Regions from separate parts of the Zea mays genome. Here region 2 is linked to region 1. Evidence: chromatin contacts called from public Hi-C data. All regions are on one chromosome and are shown on one strand. The core of a region is the stretch at or near the end of the contact, and the rest is flanking DNA. Distances in the headings are between cores, read along the strand shown. Region 1 has its middle 120 kb from the start of LOC103640438. Region 2 overlaps LOC103640480 (achilleol B synthase).

Evidence for each region. Hi-C and Micro-C count contacts between places; a contact is called where the count stands out from the background.
Region 2: a contact with region 1 is called in a Hi-C map of bundle sheath, with 2.5 times the contacts expected there. The contact joins two enhancer-like sites. A contact is called at or near these places in 5 of 25 Hi-C or Micro-C datasets (bundle sheath, ear, leaf and 1 more).

The regions. Positions count from the first base shown.
Region 1 is chr1:163,828,501-163,831,876 of Zm-B73-REFERENCE-NAM-5.0, forward strand. No RefSeq gene overlaps it. Among protein-coding and RNA genes, the nearest start is that of LOC103640438, 120 kb to the left of the region's middle. Within about 2 kb of position 1,276, at least 18 of the 20 cell types and tissues checked have an H3K27ac peak or open chromatin away from gene starts, as enhancers often do. A contact at or near this core is called in bundle sheath, ear and leaf, where this site is marked.
Region 2 is chr1:164,006,587-164,010,539 of Zm-B73-REFERENCE-NAM-5.0, forward strand. It overlaps LOC103640480 (achilleol B synthase), which reads left to right. Exons shown (of 18, transcript XM_008663047.3): 7 at 3,008-3,196. Among protein-coding and RNA genes, the nearest start is that of LOC103640480, 25 kb to the left of the region's middle. Within about 2 kb of position 1,970, at least 16 of the 20 cell types and tissues checked have an H3K27ac peak or open chromatin away from gene starts, as enhancers often do. A contact at or near this core is called in bundle sheath, ear and leaf, where this site is marked.

The DNA of each region.
Region 1 (3,376 bases), core at 26-2,525:
CCTTTCTTAATCATCATATTATGAAGAAAATTCCAATTAACCTTGTCGTAAGCTTTTTCAGAATCAACTTTGAAAATCACCCCACTTTGTTTCCTCCGTTTTACTTCATGAACAATCTCATGAAGAGAAAGGACACCATCCATGATATATCTCCCTTTGATAAATCCATACTGAAGGTCACTAATCACAGAGGTAATGCAGCGAGCCAATCTATTAGTCAGAACTTTGGTAATAATTTTGTAACAGACATTAAGCAAACAAATAGGACGAAAGGCTTTAATATCAGTCGCATCAGGGACTTTTGGGATAAGGGTGACTATCCCAAAATTAAGTCTCTCAATGTTGAGAGAACCATCATGAAAGGATTTAAAGAGATTAAACAAATCACCTTTGATGACTTCCCAGAACTCCTGATAAAATTCAGAAGGGAAACCATCGGGACCCGGAGCACTGTTGTGTTTCAGGGCAAACACCACATCTTTGATCTCTTCCAAGGAAAAAGGACTGATAAGAAACCCCCAAAAATCATATAAAGCAATAGCAGGTACTACCCAAAAATTCAGTGGTAAACAAGGTATAAAGATACCCCAACTAAGGTAACCTATTGGGTCCCATCAAAATTAACCTATGCAGATCATTATGATTAATAAGAACATGATTGGGTAAAAAGAAGTGATCAAGGGCACAACTTGCCTTCAACAAGCTCCTGCTCAGCAGTCTCCACCTGCTGAACCCCGGGATCCTCTGTAGATGGCTCGTCTACTCGCAACAGTACAAACAAACATGGTATAGCAGAAATTAACATCACACCAAAGAACAAAACAAAATGCATGTTAATATTCTACGCATCGTAATGAGATCGTAGGAACAAGAATCACTAAATTCGGAGTTATGGTTATCCAGTTATGAATTTCTGAAGCTATTTAGTACCTAGAATAAAGTAATTTGAGTGAATAATTTCAGTTCAAATTTCATGGCTAAAAAGAGCTACTATGTAATGAACAATATTAAAACGGAGTTATAATGAATTAAATATGAATTATACAAGTTTCTGAAATTAATTTTTACTATAATTAATTATCTAATCCATCTACACCTAGGTTGTGCGCAATAATAATCAAAAGTCTAGGGGCTAACTCGTGAAATTTCCCAAACTCAATCCTGCGATGGACTACGGGTTAATTACACATAAGTCCAGGGTCTCTTTAGTAAGGTGGCTGGCCGAAGGGGTATCCGGAGACTCCGTCCATTGGATTAGAATTGGATGGCTGCGAATCACGTTAGGCACCGAGTGTCAATCTAACCGTAGGATCCAGACGCGACTGCCCAGATTCTAAATACCCAGATTCATCTCGATCCGTCCGATCTGTCATCGATGCACCAGATGCAATCCACCCTGAAGCGCTTCTAGAATATGGTATAGGTCGTTCTCCCAAAACTGACGGCTCTGATTATCTCTTCCCCGATCGAGTGACCAGGAACGACGGCGCGCTCCACGCCACGAGGAGAACTCCGGCGAGGTCTGCTAGCTAAAGCGCGGCTACTCAAAATCGAGCGCAGACAGGTGCTACACGAAGACTAGGAGGAGGCGATTTAAGCGAGGCGGACATACCGGTGAATCGTGATGCCCGAACCCCTTGCCCACGGCACGACATGGAAACAGGGTGACGGCCCTCCTCCGGCGAGCAATTGAGGAAGGAACGGCTGGTTTCCGCTCTCTCGAAGTGATCGCGCACAAGAAGCACAATAAGGCGAATCTCCTAGGTAGTACTCCAAGGTCACGACTATGGTGTAGCACGCGGACGACGGTGGCGGCGGTGCTTTCACCTCCCTGGATACGGCTCTGGCGGCGGTGTTCTGATTTCGGGTGTTCGAGTCCACGCAAGAGGGTAGCAGAGGGGAAGAATGGGTTCCAATTTATTTCCTAGGGTCTCGATTCGGGAAAAGGAGGAGGTCGCCAACTATCCCGACGATGACGGCGAACTCAGCGCCGTTCGTTGCGGAGGAGAAGAGAGGGCTCACGCATGGGCCCCACCAGACAGTCAGGGAATCAGCCACAACGCGCGCGGAGGCGAGGACAGTCACTTGCGAGTGGGCCCGCTGCGCCAGAGACACCACCGCGCGGGCGACACATGGGCTTGGTGCGGTGCAACTAGGCCGACTTGCAGGTTTGGGCCCACGTGGTGCTTTCCCTTTTCTTTTTATTTTCCATTTTTCTTTTCTTCCCTTCCAAATTCAAAACTTGAATTCCAATTTAAATTCAAATTTCTGTGGCAAATTTGCCTTCACATTAAATGTTTGTTTTGAATATAGTATGGGATACATTTATTTATTTACAAATTTATCTTGTTTTCTATAGTATTTTTCTCTTTTCTCTTCTACATATTATTTCCAATTTCCTAAATTGTGCCTTTGGGGTAAATCTAAATTCTCAAATCACTATCATATTTTCTTAGTGTCACTATTGTTATTATTCAATGCACAAACAAAACTCCAATATGACGCATGGATTTTCTTTTTTTGTGTTTTAGTAAAGAATTATTCTCTTTTAATTATGCTTAGCCACATGCCTCAAGAAGTAGATGGCAAATCATATAAGGAGATCAACTCTTTTATAAATTTTATAATTTGGGTAGTACATAAACTTACCATTTGGAACATTAATTTCATCAGCAGGCATACCAGCATAAAGTTAAAGTTGTAGCAATAGCATAGCTACTCGATTAAATCATAATCTCAGGTTAAACAAGGAATAGGGTTGGAAAGGTTAGGGGTATCTAAATAGGTAACCCATCAAATTATGCACAGAATAAATATAAACTTAGTTATCATGTATTGATTAGGATCAAAAAAATGTACAGGGAGAAGACCACTTGCCTTGCTTATATAATACTTGAGGCTCTTCCACGAAATAGATCTTGATTCTCAACTAATGGATCAATCTCTAAACATCACACAAACAAACAGAAAGAAACAAACACTGCTCAATAACATACAACATTCACCATAGACCAAACTAAAAGAGAGCATAACGAAAAGAACATTTGCTTTTCAAAAACATCACATGCAATGGTTATAACAAAAAGATGCACTTTTGAAAAAGGTTTGGTTTATATTTTATAAAACAATACCTAAGCTTGAAAATTATGAACGTTTGATGAACCATTTTAATATTTTTAGAAACGTTATATAGAATAACTAAGTCTATGGACTAAAAAATAAAACACATTTATTAAACATTTATTTATGAAGCATTATAAAATACATTATTAAACATTATTAAATCCTTTTAGAATAGATATATGTTATATATCTAATGTTATTGAGTTGTGAAACACATTATCAAACTTTATTGAAAAGCTAAATTATGGATTAA
Region 2 (3,953 bases), core at 720-3,219, 180 kb after region 1:
TAATCCTTCATTTAATTGACTACTCAACTTATGGGTTATATGTCACATAGATAAAGGAGCACTCATAAAAAAAATAATCACATGCTTTATTTATTCTAAAATATGGGTCTTTTAAATCCTACCCCCTTAAAAAATCTTGTCCACGAGATTAAGATGAACTAGGGAATAGGTGGAGGAACTCTGCTAGCAATTCATCTTCTCATTCCCAGGTAGCTTCATCTTCTACGTGATGACTCCACTGCACCTTGCACATCTTGATCACTTTATTTCTTGTGACCCGAGTTAGGGTATCAATGATCTTGATATGATAACCTATATAGGTCAGATCACCCTGCACACTGAGTTCTTTCATAGGCAACTGTTCCTTTGGGACTCGGAGATACTTCTTCAACTTGGATACATGAAACACATCATTCACATCTTTCATGTGGTTGGGTAGCTCTAGCTGTTAGGCCACTTTCCCAACTCGCTTTAGGATTTTGAAGGATCAAATAAAGCGAGGGGACAACTTTCCTGTGACTTTAAATCTTCGCATACCCCTGATTGGTGACACTTTTCGGTATACGCTATCACCTTTCTCAAACTCCAATTATCTTCTTCGGGTGTCAGCATAAATTTTCTGCCTTGACTGTGTTGTCCTCATGTTCTCCCTAATTATTCGAACCCGGTCCTCTGCTTCTTGGATGATTTCTGACCCAAAGAACTGTCTTTCACTAGTCTGATCCCAATACAATGGGGTTCTACATTTCTCTCGTACAACGCCTCAAACGAGGACATCTTTAAACTGGCTTGATAACTATTATTATAGGAAAACCCCGCATAGGGTAAACTCTTGTCCCAGCTGCCAGCATGATTAAGAGCACAAGCTCTCAACATATCTTCCAACACCTGATTAGTCCTTTTGGTTTGACCATCTGTTTGGGGATGGTAGGCTGAGCTAAAGTTTAGCTTTGTGTCCATACTCTCGAGTATCTTCTGCTAGAACCGGGAGGTGAACTAGGATCCTCTATCTAAGACAATCTTCTTTGGATCGCCATGCAGATACACAATCCGTGACATATACAACTCTACCAATCAGGCTCCCGAATAAGTAGTCTTCACTTGAATAAAGTGGGCTACTTTGGTTAGCCTATCCACAATTACCCAAATTTTCAGCTACCCTAATTTTTGGGGTTTGGGTTCAGGACCAGGTAACCCGTTCTGCCCAATTTTAAACTACCAGCTTATCTGCTACTTTGCTTCACTATAGTTAGCTTGCATTCTTGCAGCAAACAATATACAATCACACACATCACTGATCATGACTCACGCACATCACTGACATCATTGAACATCTCACACACCACACTTCACTGATCTTTCACAGTTCAGACACACACGGTACTACGGTCTTACCGGTTACTAGTGCCTGGCAACACACGACAACAACAATATATGCATGTGCAGCACACAGCAATAGCAAGGTAGCACTGCAGTAGACGAATAATAGGAGCATCAACAACCAGGCATCAGCAAAGCAGCCGAGCAGGAGTGAGGGAAGAGAGGACTGGAGCCTAGAGGAGGCAGCACCGCACGGTCTACACTGCGATGGCCGGTGGCGTACTAGGACTGGAGGCAGAGGAGGCACCCAGTGGCCAGTACGTCAGACGGCTGGAGGCGAGGAGGAGACCAGACACTGGAGGCCGGACCGCCGGAGGGTCGCTACATGCCTACATCGGCCGCCAGAGACCAGAGGCGAGGAGCTCGGAGATTGAAGGCGAGGAGGCCGGCCTGGAGTCGAACGATGGCACTTGGTTTGGTGGTCGACGGCCGGCGGATACTGGCTAGGGTTCTGGGTTCATGTTCATGGCTAGGGTTCTGGGTTCATGTTCATGGCAATGGGGTTCATGTTCATGGCGGATACTGGCTAGGGTTCTGGGTTCATGTTCAAGGTAGCACACAGCTATCTCACTCCGACGGCCCGACGAGCGCTGGACCTGGCTTGGTCGTGGGCCTGTGGGCTGCGGCATACTGGGCTGTGGCGCTGTGTGCTGGTGGAGGTCTGCCAGTAAAAAAAAATTCAGGCCCAACATTTGGGTAGTTTGTATACAATAGAGTGATACCCGATTAGGCCCAAATTAAAATCAGATATTTTGTTAACCATAGGAATTATTCGAGTACCAGGCTTCGGATTAAACATGTATGGTCTCGGATATTTCAGGCTTCGGGATTTGGGCTTTGGTTTTATGCCTAGTGCTACTGCCACCGCCCCGTTGCCACCATGTTGCTACCCCTTGCCACCCTCGTCATCACCACTGGAGATGATATCGCTGACTCGCTGTGTCGCTCCACCGTCGGATAATATGTGGCCCAAATGCATGGTCTCTATTGGAAATTGGGATTTTTTTATGCCTTATGCAACACTATTTAGCGATGCAAACATCCTTTTGCCTCTCCTTTTTAGCTTATCCTGTTGGGGACTTGTTTGGTGTAAAAAAGATGTGGAAGGACTTGTTTAGTGTAAGAAAGATGTGGAAGGGTTAGAGGACAAAGTTATATGTACATCTCTAATCATTATCTCAAATTGTTCTTAAAAGTGACTCTAAATATTCAATTATCCCTTAAATTTTGAGGTCAAAATTTATTTGTTTATCATGAGTATAAATTCATATTTTATGAAAATGAATTTAATTTTTTGTGAAAGGAAAATACTAACATAGTGCTACCCATTAAATTAAAATTTTCCTTTGTTTAATTATTATACATCAAGTTTTGAGCTTAGAAATTTAGAGATAACTTCAAACCCTTTATTTATCAAAACTGTAGATTTGTGTTACCTTTATTAACATGGCAATGTCATAAGGTAATTAGGATGTATGGATGCATTCAATGTTTAATTACATGTGTTCTCTTACGTACTTATTCAGGACTTTAGCACTCATGCAGAAACAAAGCTTATAAGCGCCAAATAATGCCTAGAATTAAGAACATTAACCATGTACTAATTTCACTCTTGCCTTTTCATTAGGAGGATATGCGCAATAAACCTTCAGGAATATTCAAATTTATTTCAACATGTTTGAACATGTTTGTGGAGCCAGTGTTGAACTATTGGCCACTTAAAAAGTTAAGAGAGAGAGCTTTGAACCACATCCTAGAACATATCCACTATGAAGATGAGACTACTCAATATATTGGCATATGTTCAATTACGAAGGTATTGTCTACTGTCATCATTCTATCTTATTTTTTTGAAGTAATGCAACCAATCATATTTTTTTGTTATAAGACACAAAATGTGTCATCTGATCTATTTTATATGTATTAAATATTCTCACTAGCACAAAGTCACGATTCACAACTGTCTTGGAATTGGAACTTGATCATTGCAAAAAAGAACATGTGGTTTTAGTTTGATTTTGGTATCTAAGCATGGAAACCATTTGAAATCATCATAGATAAAAGACAGATCAACAAACAATAGAACTTTAGTGAATTTTGATATAATAGCAAGGCTTAAATAAGGCCAAACATAATACTGCTACAATCAACTTATTGTTTCAACATAAAAATAGAAATTAGGTGTACTATAGAAACCATAAATAATATATTGGATTTGAGACATACGAGATATCAAATATTTTATATCTAATGCATGTCTAGATAAAAAATAAGTGGCATTTTCTAAGAAACATAACACAAGAACAACAAACTTTGGAAACATATTGTGGCAATGGGTAACACCCTAGCGACTCCTCAAATCGTCTATGCATACTCCTGGTAGCCCTCTAGGACCATACACGATCCCCACATACCAACACAGGTCTATTCTTTGAACTTTATTATCACTCATGCACAACCAAGAAAATTTCCCCATCGGTCACTATCCCAAAATTGCTCTGATTCAAGCACGTTTAACCTAGAGGTTCTTTCAAGACAGACTTTCGAAAAAGAAGTTACACCTTGTTGGCATG